Regions from separate parts of the Sus scrofa genome. Here regions 1 and 2 are each linked to region 3. Evidence: chromatin contacts called from public Hi-C data. All regions are on one chromosome and are shown on one strand. Each heading gives the region's core, a stretch centred on a gene start, on an enhancer-like site or on the middle of the called end of the contact. The rest is flanking DNA. Distances are from core to core; before and after follow the strand shown. Region 1 holds the start of VPS37C (vacuolar protein sorting-associated protein 37C). Region 2 overlaps VPS37C (vacuolar protein sorting-associated protein 37C). Region 3 holds the start of TMEM109 (transmembrane protein 109).

The links. A called contact is a pair of places that touch in the nucleus more often than the background predicts.
Region 1: a contact with region 3 is called in a Hi-C map of liver, with 3 times the contacts expected there. The contact joins the promoter of VPS37C here to the promoter of TMEM109 in region 3. A contact is called at or near these places in 1 of 5 promoter capture datasets (fetal liver), 2 of 47 Hi-C or Micro-C datasets (heart right ventricle and liver) and 2 of 2 datasets of contacts at active chromatin or transcription factors (alveolar macrophages and skeletal muscle).
Region 2: a Hi-C map of omental adipose tissue shows a contact between it and region 3, with 1.8 times the contacts expected there. The contact joins the enhancer-like site here to the promoter of TMEM109 in region 3. A contact is called at or near these places in 3 of 5 promoter capture datasets (fetal liver and liver), 20 of 47 Hi-C or Micro-C datasets (alveolar macrophages, blood, brain and 11 more) and 1 of 2 datasets of contacts at active chromatin or transcription factors (skeletal muscle).

What each region holds. Positions count from the first base shown.
Region 1 is chr2:10,611,690-10,616,074 of Sscrofa11.1, forward strand. VPS37C (vacuolar protein sorting-associated protein 37C) reads left to right here and starts at 2,509. Exons shown (of 6, transcript XM_021082961.1): 1 at 2,509-2,803.
Region 2 is chr2:10,634,096-10,638,545 of Sscrofa11.1, forward strand. VPS37C (vacuolar protein sorting-associated protein 37C) reads left to right here. Exons shown (of 6, transcript XM_021082961.1): 3 at 1,214-1,312. The coding sequence starts at 1,220. Among named protein-coding and RNA genes, the nearest start is that of VPS37C, 22 kb to the left of the region's middle. Within about 2 kb of position 2,681, at least 2 of the 83 cell types and tissues checked have an H3K27ac peak or open chromatin away from gene starts, as enhancers often do. A contact at or near this core is called in omental adipose tissue, where this site is marked.
Region 3 is chr2:10,834,635-10,838,779 of Sscrofa11.1, forward strand. It overlaps TMEM109 (transmembrane protein 109), which reads right to left and starts at 2,490. Exons shown (of 4, transcript XM_003122670.5): 1 at 2,336-2,490. LOC110259253 (a long non-coding RNA gene) reads left to right here and starts at 2,524. Exons shown (of 3, transcript XR_002341475.1): 1 at 2,524-2,611.

The DNA of each region.
Region 1 (4,385 bases), core at 1,259-3,758, 220 kb before region 3:
CCAAGGCCTAAACAAGCACTTTTTAGAAGCAGGTAGGAACACAATGACTAGTTCTACTTTAATATTTTTTTTTGTTCTTGATCAAGGTCATCTGCAGGAAGAGATGTCTTGGAATAGGTAGAGTTCCTTTTCCTCTAAAATCCCAACCAAGAATGCAACTTCCTTGAGGCCAGAGATGGTGGTGTTCACCTTTATATCCACAAGGTTTAGCAGGACAGCTATGCAGTGAAAGTACATAGAATGAAAGGACAAGAAAAGAGAGGAAGGGGCAGGCTTCTCTTTCTCTCTCTTTTTTTGCATGTATCAGGGCCATTCTGAATGTGGATGAAACTGGGTATAATCGAGGCATGGTATATAGGGACATGGGTGCAGGTGATAGGGGACTGGGATCAGGGAGGGTGGGTCTAGAGCCACAGGAACTGAAAGAGCTAGAAGGGGAAACCAGAAAGAAACAAGGCAGAAAGAGCACACCTTTTTAATGCCAACTGCCCCAGATGACTTGAATTTCCCACCACTTTCTCCCCCTACCTCCTTTGCTCTAATTCTCTATCTTTAGTTATTCAGAAGGGCTAGCATCATCACCACACCCTCCCCGCCCCTGCCATAAGAAGACTTGGCAATGACCCAACTGTTTCAGAGAGTAGTTTGTCAACACCCTCTGTGTATGTCCCATTCACAAGTTATTATTGTTATTGTTTTAGAAGTTTCTAGCATCTGTGTCAAATGATGTATAAAACAGTCTCTGCCTGTCCTTATAGAAGTTGCTATGCAGGGAGAGTTACTGTTCCGTTACAGAAAAATGTAGTAAATTCTAAGAAAGGAAAAAAATATGGAGTGTTTGAAGAGCATAGAAGGGGGGCACTTACCCAGTCTTGGGGATATGAGAGGAGCTTTCCAGAAATGGAGTCTAAGACCCAAAGGATGTGAGTGATAGAAAACTCAAAACAACAGCAGCTTACAAAGGTGGATTATTTCCCTTTCCTATAAAAATCCTGAAGTGGGCATCCAACAGTGTCATTGGGCTCCATGGTGTTATACTCCTTCTATTTTATTACGTGGTCAGGTATGCCCTTAGTCTCATGGTTGCCTCATGGTTCAGGATGACTATTCTAGCTCCAGCCATCACACCCACGTTCCAAGTTCTGACACAGTACCAGTAAGTGGAAGTATAAGCTCAAGACAATCCATCTTTGTTTTCTAATGTTTTACCCCAAAAAGTCATAAAATACAGGATTAAAAAGTATATAGCACAAAAGGGCTTATAACTAAAGGTTAAAGTCATCTGCCCTGGCCCTCCGCACCCCTTGGAAAGAGTTTCAACCCAGCTTTCCAGAAGCTGTTGTCAATGGGAGCCACTCTGACATCATATTCAAAGTGAAATAAATGTTTGCAAAACCAGTCATGGCATCTCTCAAAAGCGGTACTGGTGTCTCAAGATGGGTCAAATAGCTGAGACTGCCTTCCTCACTGATCTCTCCTGTACTCTAAGAGGTGACCATTCATTGGAGAACAGTGATCACCTGACCCAATGGTCGTTAATTCATAGGCTGCCTGACAGCCTTTGAGGAGGCAAGAAAGTAAATTCTGCCCACTTGGAGCAATGGGGATTATCTTAGCCAATCAGATCCGTTCTCTCTAGCATTTGAAATAGAAAATTTGGGACTATCTGCGGAAAGGAAAAGAACAGAGTCAAATTAGGAGAATGAGGCCTTGAATATTGCTGTTCCTGGCACTACCATCACCCCTGGATTTTATTGTTAAGTGACACAATAATTTACACTTTGCAGAAGCTGCTTTGAATTGGATTTCTGTCACTAGCAACGATGGTCTTAATTCAACATCTAATAAGGTTTTGAATTGGGGTGGCCGGTTTCCTTGGTCTATGGCAGCTCTCCTCCTGAGGTCCTATTCTTACAAAGCTGCAATAACAGACGCTGTTGGGAGGCCAAACAGGTAATGGACTTCGCCTCCAGGCCTGGTTGTCTGTCCAGTACAAGCTGCCAAGGAAAGAGAGAGGTAGTAGTGTCAGGACCTTGCTTCACGAGACATCAGCCTTGTAATTCTGGGCAAGTGAGGATGTATAAGGCCGTCTGTTATTTTATTTTAGTCCACACAGAATGGACTAAATGTAACCTACGGCCCTGGGAAACAGGTTACTTTTGGAGAAACTACTCAGAGTTGTTTTCAGGACCCTGCCATATTGGCAGGAGACTGCTGTTTGCGAGGGGACACCTAGGGCTGTGATCCCTCTAGTCTGCGTTGGGGTTCCGCAGTCTGATCTCAGACATCTAAGGAGTCCCTTCGGTGCTGGGATTCCATTCTTTTCCTTTCGGGGCTCTTTTGATCCGCTTTAGCGGCTTTCCCAAGGCCGAGCTCGGTTAAATCTAGGGGAGCCTCTAGCGACTGCCAGCAAAGTCATTGGACTCCTGCGCAGGCGCACTCGCTCAGGGCCGTCTGGGTTCCGCCCAATGGGCGGCCCCTTCTGGGGGCGGGGCAATGGCCTGCGGGGGGCGGGGCCGGGCGTCCACTGCGCGCGGGTGTGGTCTCGTGGGCCCTGTCGTGGGTGTGGTCCCGGCTGGCAGCGAGTGTATATGTGTTGGGGGCGGGGGTGCGGTATCGTGGTGACTTTGAGGCCCGCAGCGCGCCCGACGTGTTGCCGGACGAGTGGCTTGGCCTCGCTCCCAGCGCCCGGACGTTGGAGGGGGGGTCACATCCGGCGGGGGGGCGGGCCTCCAGGACCCCGGAAGTGTGGACTCCGGCTGCGATTTAACCCGCGACGGCGGTGGCGGCGGCCGCGGTAGGGGTAGGTGAGCTGGGGCCCGGGGAGGGGCAAGGATGGGGATGGGGGCGGCGCTGGCAATCGCTCCCAGCTCACCCCCGCCTGCCCGCCTCACTCCGGCAGAAGCTGGTGATTGGGCGTAAGGGGCGCGTGACTCCCGCTGAGAGCTGGCGCCCCGGCCCCTCGCCGTGGGAGGGCGGGAGGGAGGGAAAGAGGCATTGCCCGAGCTCCCCGCGCAGGTTGCGCCTCCAGCCCCGCCCCCTTCCTCGTACTTGAGCGTCTTGCTGGTCACCAGTCTGGTGACGTTAGAACAGGTTTACCCGTTGTGCAGGTGGGGAAACAGGCCTAAGAGTGGGATCTGACTTGCCAGCAGGAGTGCCGCTTAGTGGGTTCTGAGGGGCGCTCAGGTCTTTAACTCCCTGGCCTATGTCATTTCTCAGGGCAGTGAGAATGTGGCTTTTCAGCCTTGGGGTCGTTCTTATCCTTTATTCTGGACCTGGACTTAGACTGCTCAGCATCACTGACCAGTGCATAGTCCTGCACCTGCTGGGTGCAAAGGGCATTGGTGTGTGTGTATCTCCAGTATGTACCTGGTTCTCCTGAGTTCAGAGAGCAGTGGTGTGTGTGTGTGTGTGTGTGTGTGTGTGTGTGTGTTTGTGTTTATTGGCAGAGTTGACTCTACACCTCAGGGTTTCAGCCCCTGAGACGAGTCAGTGCTTTCTCAGCTACCCACTGTCTAGGCTCACTCACCCTGGAATGTCCACCCTTAGCTCTGGAAACTTCACAGAAGCACTTCCTTTCACTTCAGTATCCCAGTAATACCATTGCTGATTCAGGCCTTTTCCACCGTCTTCATTGGCTCCTTGCCTCTTTTCCAGGAGTCCCATTTCCTACTGGTGCAGCCAGGATGCTGCCACCGGGCTCTCGGGTCTGTGATGGTCAGCCCTAGAGCTTGAGGTGGTGGTGACAAGGATTTGGGAAGGAAAGACTTTCTTTGGCTATTGTCCAAAGCCGAGACCCTGCACAGGCCTGAACTCTGATTCTGGATAGGACTGAAGACTTGGGATGAGACACTGCAACCCTAAAGTGAAGGTTCTTGGCAGTCATAGTGCCCAGAAAAGCTTTTATTCCTAGATTATCTTAGAAGTCTGGCTTGGTGCCTTTGTAATTTCCATTAGGTAGAAAAATTTCATTATAGACTTCATCTGGGCGGCTTTTGGTGGCTGTTTTTTGTTTTGTTTTGTTTTTTCCTAAGGTAGCAGTAGATCTGATTTCTTGTTTGGTTGCCATGTGCCAGGGGTTTTGTGAACATACTGGATTCTAGGAACACTTCAAGGTAGGTGGTGAGCCCATTCTGCAGGTGAAGTGAGTTGCAGAGATGTTAGGTAGGATCCCACCACCAATAAGTGGCCAAGTTGATTTTTAACCCATTTGTCTCATTTCAAAGCTTATTTGCTGGATGTTAAGAATCAACTGGGAGTTCCTTTTGTGGCTCAGTGGGTTAAGAACCTGACATAGTGCCCGTGAGGCCATGGGTTTAATCCCTGGCCTCATTACTGGGTTAAGGATCCGGCCTTTCAGAAAGGTGTGACATAGGTTGAAGATG
Region 2 (4,450 bases), core at 1,431-3,930, 200 kb before region 3:
GGGTTCAGGTGTGCACTGACACTTGCAATTCCTTGTCTTGGAGGTTAGGGGTGACATTCAGCCCTCAGTAGGGAACAGAAAGTAGTGGTGGCCCTGTTTGGGACGCTCTTTATCAGTAGGGTAACCATAGAATTCGTGAAACTGGGACACTTTTGAGCCCAAAAGGGGGCACTTTTAACAGGTACACCAGGGACAGGAGGCCTTCCTGGCAAATGGGGTCACGTTGGCCCTGTTTATCAGTGTCTCCCTCGCCTTTCTGGTGACCCTGGAAGCTGCCTTCCCTTCCTGGTGCAGCCGAGGAAGTGGCCTGGGGGTCACCTTCGGCCTCAGCCGTCCCCCCGAGTGTCCCTTCCCACTAGCATGTCAAGCAAAGATAAAAACATGGAAACAGAGGCGCCTGTCAGCAGGAGGGAAGTGAGCCCTGGGTGTGTCAGTGCTTCCTCTTCTCCCTGGGGCTCCATCCTGGGCCTGGCTGTGCCCCGTGGGTCACACAGACATCAGCCTGTGTCCTTCTGGGCAGAGTGATGGGGCAAGACCGCTGAAACCAGCTCTTCTGTCAGAGCACACGTCCTACTCGGGTCCGTCCGGTTGTCGCAGGGGCCAATTAGGTGTCGATTTTTTGTTCTCTGATGAGGACGGCCCGTGACAGTCAGTTTTTGAGGCTCACGGGGAGGCCGGTCCTTGCAGACAGTGCTGAGGGAATCCCGAGGTGGCTGGTGCCCTAAACATACCAGGCAGGCGAGCGATGGGCTGGTGAGGTCTGAGCCGGCCAAGCCCCGGTGTGTGGAGGGTGGTGCATGAAGTATCAGGCTCAGACAGAAACAGCCCCCAGAGGGCATGCTGGCTCCGGGTTCGCAGGCAGCCTAGGGCCAAGTTTAGACTCATCCCTGGCTGTCTGCCTCCCCTCTCCCACCTTTCCCATCTGCTCCCTGGGGAGTTTCTTCCGGCACCACTGCCAGGAATCTGGGTTTTGCCTCTGGCTGCAAAGGGCCTTTGTGCATCCTGCTGTTCCAGGTTTGGGGTTGGGGGTAGCTTCTTGGTCTCCCCGGGACAGGGATGGGCAGGGGGCCGGAATGAGCCCCTCCCTGTGGAGTGGAAGCATCGCCGGAAAACTCCAGTCGGGCTTTGACAGATAATGACCGTGGGCTCGGGGGTCCCTTTCCCCCTGACCCCCCCCCCCTCCTCACTTCACAGTTGTTCTCTGTGTTCCCAGGAAAAGATGGAGACGCTGAAAGACAAGAGCCTGGAGGAGCTGGAGAAGATGCAGAATGACCCGGAGGCCATTGACCGGCTGGCCCAGGAGTCCCCTGAGGTAGAGGAAGGCTGTCATGGGGGCCAAAGATGGCAGATGGGACTGAGACCCTTCTTTTTTTTTGGCTTTTAGGGCCACACCCGCAGCATATGGAAGTTCCCAGGCTAGGGGTTGAATCAGAGCTGTAGCTGCCAGCCTACACCATAGCCGCAGCAACGTGGGATCCGAGCACTCTGCGACCTACCAGCTCATGGCAATCAGATGCAACCACTGAGTGAGGCAGGATGAACTGCGTCCATGGACACTAGACCGGTCGTAACCACTGAGCAAAAGGAACTCCGAGATTTTTTTATTTTTTTTTTTTTTTTTTTAGGCCACCTGTGCTTATGAGTTCCAGCTAGGGTCCAGTCAAGCTGAGCTGCTGGCTACCCAGAGCCATACCATACCGACTGCCACGTCTGTGACCTACACCACACTCACGGAAATGCTGGATCCTTAACCCACTGAGCGAGGCCAGGGCTCCAACCCACATCCTAACGGATATTAGTTGGGCTCATGATTGCTGAGCCACAGTGGGAACTTCTGGGACTGAGACAATTCTTAAGGGCGCTGGCTTTTTGGGAGTTCGGGTCAAGAGTATCCCCCTTTGCCGTGGCCTCCACTCAGGTTTGTACCCAGCCAGAGAAGCCTCTGGGGTCTCAGTCCAGTACCTGGGCCCTCTGGGAGTTCTGAGGGGGCAGTGCTGGCGAGTCAGGGCATCTGCAGGGACCTGCGTGCCCCGGCATCCCCCCACTGTTGTTCCAGCCTGGATTTGGAGGCAGTTTCTAAAAGCACCGGTACTGTTTTCAGCTGCCATTCCCCAGCCGGCCTGTCCGGCCCTGCCTCTCCAGGAAGGAGCCGTTCTGGGGCTGTGATGTCTGCTCATCTCCTGTCAAACCCCTTTCCTGTTGTATCAGGCACCCAACCATCTCAGCGCCCGATCACGGCCCTTGCAGGAATAAAACATCCTTCTGAATGTACAGAGCCGCACACTTTAGAAAGGGCTCTCCCTGCCCTCCCACCTTGACCCTGGCACTCCCCTCAGAGCTGGGCGCACCCACAGCCACGCCTTGTGCGGCTGCAGCCTGTGCTCAGCTCTGCAAGCCGCCACCTCCTGCCCCTGATGCTCGGGAGACACGGACACAAGTAATGCCAAGCGCACTGAGTGGCCTCTGGGATGTTCTGATCTTTGCTGATGAACGGGGATGGCCTGTCTCTTCTGTGAATTCCCAGTATCTGAAAGGGAAGACTTGCCACCACCTCCCTCTCCCCAAGGGGCAGGGCAGCCCCGGCATGGTCCCTCGCTCTTCCCTGGCTTGTGCTCGGGCTGTCCCCACTGCCCCTCTGCCTGCAGGAGCAGTCTTTGCTGGGGCCGGGGGCGTAGAGTATGGGGCAGGGTGTGGTGCATCCGAGCTTGTTCAGCCAGGACGTGCGCAAAGCTCATCTCGGTCAAGCGCCAAGGCCGGCTTCCATGGCTGGTGAGGCCGTGACCTGTGCCAGGGGCCTCCCTGAGCTGGCTCCGTGCCGGCCTTCACTTCCTCGCCTTCCACGTGTTAAGCACCAGGCGCTTCTTGAGTGCGCCCCGAGCGCGGTGTGCTGGGACCCCAAGACCTGCTCTCAAGCGCACGGAACTTTGTAGAAGCAGGTCGAATTGCATAATTACAGTGGACTTCCGAGCCGGGCGGGCTGACGGAAGCCATGGCGAAGCACAGACTCACAGGAAATGTAGGCAGAAGCTACCTCGTGGGCAAAAGGCAAGTTGAGTGTTGTGCCGTCTCATCTGACTAAACCCTTTGAATTCTCTGAGGGGAGGAACACTGATGGGATCCAGGGGAGATGAAGGAGGGAGAGCTCTGTAGGCTTTCGGAGCCCCTGGACTGGGTGTCTACCCCGGGCTCAAAAACCGTAATTGAGTCTCTGCAGGATTGGGAGAAGGGATGGGAGCCGATTGGGTTTGGGATGCAGACGCTGCTTGGAGACAAGAGTGGCGGGGGAGGCTTTCTCCACGTGGAAGAGTGTGAATGGTGGGGTCCAGGCGTGTGGGCGAGCCCGTCTGGGTGTCGATGTCTTACGATGGTAGTCAAGGGCTTCATGGTGAACCCCTAGTGGGGAAAGGTTTGGGGAGGCTCTGGGGAGCAGGAGCAGAAACAGGCGGGACCAGGTTTCGGGGACAGTAATATGTCCTAGGTTGACCGGCTCAGCCCCAGGGAAAAGGCAGGGAGGTGGAGAGGGGACCTGTCTGCTGAGGATCTGGGGATCCAGATCCTTACAGGGCAGCTGAGTAGAGGCTTCAGGCCCCCTGCTCTGTGTCAGCACATAAGGAAAGAAAAGCTTTCACAGCCGGTGAAAATGAGATTGAAACTGCACTGCAGGCGTCCCTGAGCCAGGGCGCTTGCTGGGTGCTCCCAAGGGGTTGTGGCAGCAAGCCGGCCGGCCCAGAAGTGGGGCAGACCTGAGAGGCCGCGGCCAGCCCCACGATTTCTGGAAGCTGTGGCATCGTTCTTTCCAGTCCGGAGCACAAAGAGCAGGCCCAGGCCTGCTCCAGAGCGCAGGCCCTGTGCCTGGTGGTCGGCAAGAGGGCAGGCCCCCCGAATCCCCCTCTTCCAGGAAGCCCATGGCCTTCCTGGGTCTGGTCGGGGATGAGCCAGTCAGGCTGGTTCGCCACATGCTGACCATGGTGGCGAAGCTGCCCAGTGGCTCCCGTGTGGAAGCCGGTCTTGCCAGGCTGTGTCCTGAGCCCTACAGTAGCTGCTGGTGCCACATGGTGCTGCTGGCGTGTTGTCCCCGCTCTTTCAGCGTGTGGGTCTGACTCTCCGCCCCCCTGTCACTGAAGAGGCCTCCCTGGCAGATGGAGGCTTCAGGTCAGAGCAGGTCTGGGACGGGTTCCCCAGGCTGCCATCTCGCTGGCTGGTGACAACAAAGGGCCTGGCCGAGGGGCAGAGCACCGCTCAGCTTGGGGACCTGCTTTCAGCTGGGTCCATCCAGGGGCATGTCCAGGCGCAAAGGATGGCATCAGGGCCTCGGGGCCGGGGGAGGGGGGGTCACCTGTGCTTCTGGGAGTCCTCTGCTGGCTATGGGGACCCTCAGCTCACCTGTGCAGCTTCTCTGCAGGACACACCTGTGGAAGAAGCAAGGACAGGTCTCTCAGGTGTCACAGTC
Region 3 (4,145 bases), core at 1,240-3,739:
GATGTCGTCTCCTTCTTTCTAGAAGGTCAGGGTGACGTGAGCTGCTCCCCCATGGCAGCCTCCTGCATTCTGTGCCAGCCTCGGCTTTCAGGTGGCCCCATTTCCTCCAGTCTAGGGGAGCTGGGGACCTTGAAATAAATTCTCTGAGGTGAGGCCGGCATTGCCCTGCCAGCCGACCTTCTGAAGTGCACTGGAAACCAAATCTAAGACAATTTGGGAGTGTGTGCTTTGCAGATAAGAGTAATCACTGGCTGTTCTGTTTCTTCAAATTGTTTTAACAGGATTCCTTTTTTTTTTTTTCCCTTCAGCATGAGTCTAACCCACTACCATTACAGCAATCTTATAAGATACCACTACTCTCCCCATTTTACCCTGAAAACTCTGGCTTTGAGAGATCAAGGGATGTGTTGAAGTTCACATAGCAGGACTGGGACTTGACTCCAGAACTGAGGATCTAAACCTTGCCTTTTGCCCTTTCCACACCCCCACACTGCCTCAGTAAGATACAGTCTCTCCCCTCCAGGTAGGTACTTGGAATTCTGCCCCCAAGTCGACAATCTCCAAGTGAGAGGACTCCCACGAGGAGACCAACCACGAGAAGAGGACCCACCTGCTGGGCTTACATGTCATGGTTCTGCACCAAGAGGTTTGAGGATAGCACAAAACTGGGACTAGACCTGCTGTTTTGCAGTTTTGTTCAGATAGCTGCCAAACGGCTCAGGCAGGGCCAGGAGACCCTGGCAGAGTGGAGGAACCAACCTCACTTAACTATGGTCGTGAGAAGGCACTATATGTTTAGCTGTGGTTTACTAAAAGGGCAGGGTGGGGCAGTCCACACACCCCGGCAGGCTCCTTCCTCCGTTAGCTTCCTTTTGCACTATGAATCACTACGTGGCAGAAGGGGCAGCTGACTTAGTGCCCCTCTGCTGGATCTGATGTCCCCAACGTTGCTGGATCTCCCCCCATGAAGCAGGGGGTCTCCACTCTGGTGGCCCATCAGAAGGATCTGAGCCTCTTCAAGCAGGGTGTCTTCTCCTCCCCCCTCGACTGCAGGTTTCCTTACTCAGACTCTCTCAGAGGCGGGCTCAGCCTTTTGTTTTTAGAGCTCCTCAGAAATTTCTGAGATGGCTGTCACAGATGATCCAAGCACAGAGAAAAGTCTACTGTGGGCAAAGCTAAGGACCCTAGACTTCGTTCTGTCCCAGGCTCAATTCTGCCACCCACTAGAAGCCACTACCTGATGCCTAGTATTTAACCTATCAGAGTTTCAGTCTCTGCGAATGTAAAATGGGGACCAGCAAAGTTAAGAGTGATTGCAAGGAGTTAAATGTTTCTGCAAGAACTTCGTAAATGGTAAACATAGGAATATTGCAGTACACAAACTGTCAATATACCATTTACTGCCTAGTAGCATAATTTAGCAGTTTCTATGACTGCCTCCCCCATTAGACTTTGAGCATCTCCCGGCAGACTTGACAGCTAACTTGTCTTGGAATCCCCGGCGCCTAGCACAGAACAGTGATTAATAAATGCTTGTTAAATGAGTACTAGAAGCCGGCCAAGAAGCGGCTAGAGAGAGTAGCAATGGAAAGCCATGGAGAGGTGCGGAGAGGAGACTATTTTAAAGTTAATCCAAATATGTAGCGGCCACCCGAAAAGCACAGCTGCGTGGAAAGGAAGCTCTTAGATCGGGCGAAGCTGCCACAGAGGAGAATGAAGTCAGCGTCCTGGCAGGTGGGGGCAGCCCCCGCTAAACCCCTGACAGCTGCTGCCCAGCAACTGTTTGGGGGCAGGGCGACGGGCAAAGGGGCAGGTTCCCAGGCGCGCGGCGCCCTCCCCAGGGCCCAGCCTCCCCAAGACAGGGTGTCAGTGGCATGCATGTGCTATTTCGAACAGTGTGTTCCCTGCCAAGCCTGCCGGGTGGCGTCGCCGGGAAGGGACGCGGAGCGGCCGGGAGGTTCGAGGTACCCCAAAAGGTTCCGACCGAGGCTGCGGTAGGCTGGACCGTGAGCGGGAGTAGGGGGCGAGGGGCTCAACTCTAGCCTCGACCTCTAGCCTGACAGCCACCTAGCATCGGCCGGACCTTCTCCAAGCAGCGGTCGGAACGCTCTTCTCCCCGGAAAGGCGTGCCTCTCTTGTTACCTAGTAACGACGCCCCCTGTTGCATAGCAACAAGGATCCGGGTCCCCAGTTTGTTTCCCCGCGGAGCGACGTCGGACCCCTCCCCACTAGTGCTCTCCAGGCCTCGCGGCTAAGCCGTAGTCCCGCTTGTAGCTGCCGCCGCTTCCCCGTCTCGCGTGCAGCCCCCCGAGCGCCAGTCTCGGCTCGCACTCACCCGGCTCCGGCCACGCTATCCTTCACGTGCGACTTCACTAAAACGCGCCACTAAACCCGCGCCTCAATCCTGGGGCGTTGGTTTATCGTCTGCGCACGCGCAAGGCGGGATGAGCCCGGGGACAGGGCAGCCTCCCTCCCGGGATCAATCTGGTGCAGGTCAGCGCATGCGCCCTACCCTCTGATTACGTTTTTTCCCAAGCATTTCCACCCAGAGAAGAATGGGGTCGGAAGTTTGACCTGGGAACGGAAGTCCCTGGCGGGAAAGGGGAAAGAAGTGAGTATATCTGGGCGATAGAGTGGGTAAACTGGCTCTTTGAATTAGGAGTGGAAGTTTAGCCGCCCCCAAACCCCCCTTGGCATTTCGGGCAATGTAGTTCTCCAGCACATGGAGTCGCCTGCCGCATTGTGGGAAATGTAGTTCTAAGGAAGAGGCACTTGAAAGCACCCGGTCTTTTGAGAAACTTTTCGCGCTAAAAAAGGCACAAAGGGACGGGGTGTTAGAGGAGCTGTAAGAAGAGCACAACTGAGGAAAATGCATCCGCTCCCTCTGAGACCATTTCCACACCCTAACTCTGCGGATGACTCCCAGGTGTTCCCTCAATTTTAGAGAAGGAAAGGAACCAACTCCCAAACCCCATGTCTATCCAAAAGGCAGCGTCATGATGGGGAATCACGAGGATTTGGAATGAGGTTTTCCTTTGCCAGAGAGATGAAACAGGCTGCCTAAGTCGTTTCATCTATCTGGGTCTCCTTTTTTCAATTTTACTGTTGTGAAAAAGGAAACCTGGACTCCAAATGGTGTTACCTATACTAAGACAAGCCCCCCAAATCGGGGCTTAATACCTAACCTAAGTTTCAACCTCCCCCAGAAATTGTCTTAACCAGTCAGAAAGTTTTTGGTCAGCACCAATGAGGTAATCTGTCACCTGGGGCCAGTCCCCAAGATGATGATAACCTGCCATGTAGACCCTTTCTGTTCCCCATAGTTAGGTTACCTGTGCCTAAGATAATCTTTTTTTTTTTTTTTTTTTTTTCTGTTGATGGCATCCATATCCTGGCCTTTAAAAACCTTTCCCTAACTGTTGCCCTTTGGAGAGATGGTATGTTGCCTGATTCATGAATCTTTTATAGCCAATTCGATCTTTGAAACTTAGTCAGTTGAATTTTGTTTTTTGACTGTATAAAGTACTAGAAGGTCTTAAAAATACCTTTTCACTGCACAGTAGGTGTGGAGATTTAATGAAAAAGAGTGAACGCTGAAAAAAAAAAAGAAAAAACCTAAGTTGCTGTTCAAATGCTTTTATCACTTTTGGCTGCCATAGAAGCTCCCCTTTGATATTAAAATAGTTCCTGAAACCCAACACTCTTAAGCCAGAACTTTTTTTTCTGTCCCTCTCTGAATCATCTTTCTAATTCTGCCTTCTTCCCAGAAAATTGTCTGAAAGAAAAACACACAACATAAGAGCAGTGAGTTGAGTATTTTTTAGGGTCTTACTGAAGACTATAGCCTGGGACACGGCCTCTCCCATAGCTCTGAGGAACTGCTCCAGAGAAGCTGGGGGAGAGGCCAGTATGTTCGTGATTTTGGCTAAGGAGTATGGACAATCCAGCCTACATCTCAGTAGAAGGTTACTGCTACTCATGAGGCACAGGTATCAAAGTTAATGACTTTAGTGCTTTTCTAAGTATGGGAAGATGCAAGAATTGGGGTTCATAAATTTTTTTTCCTGCTTTATCTAACTAAGGACCTGTTTTGCCTGTTTTCCCAAAGCAAAAGTGGTTCATCCTGTTCTTCACCCTGAATTCCT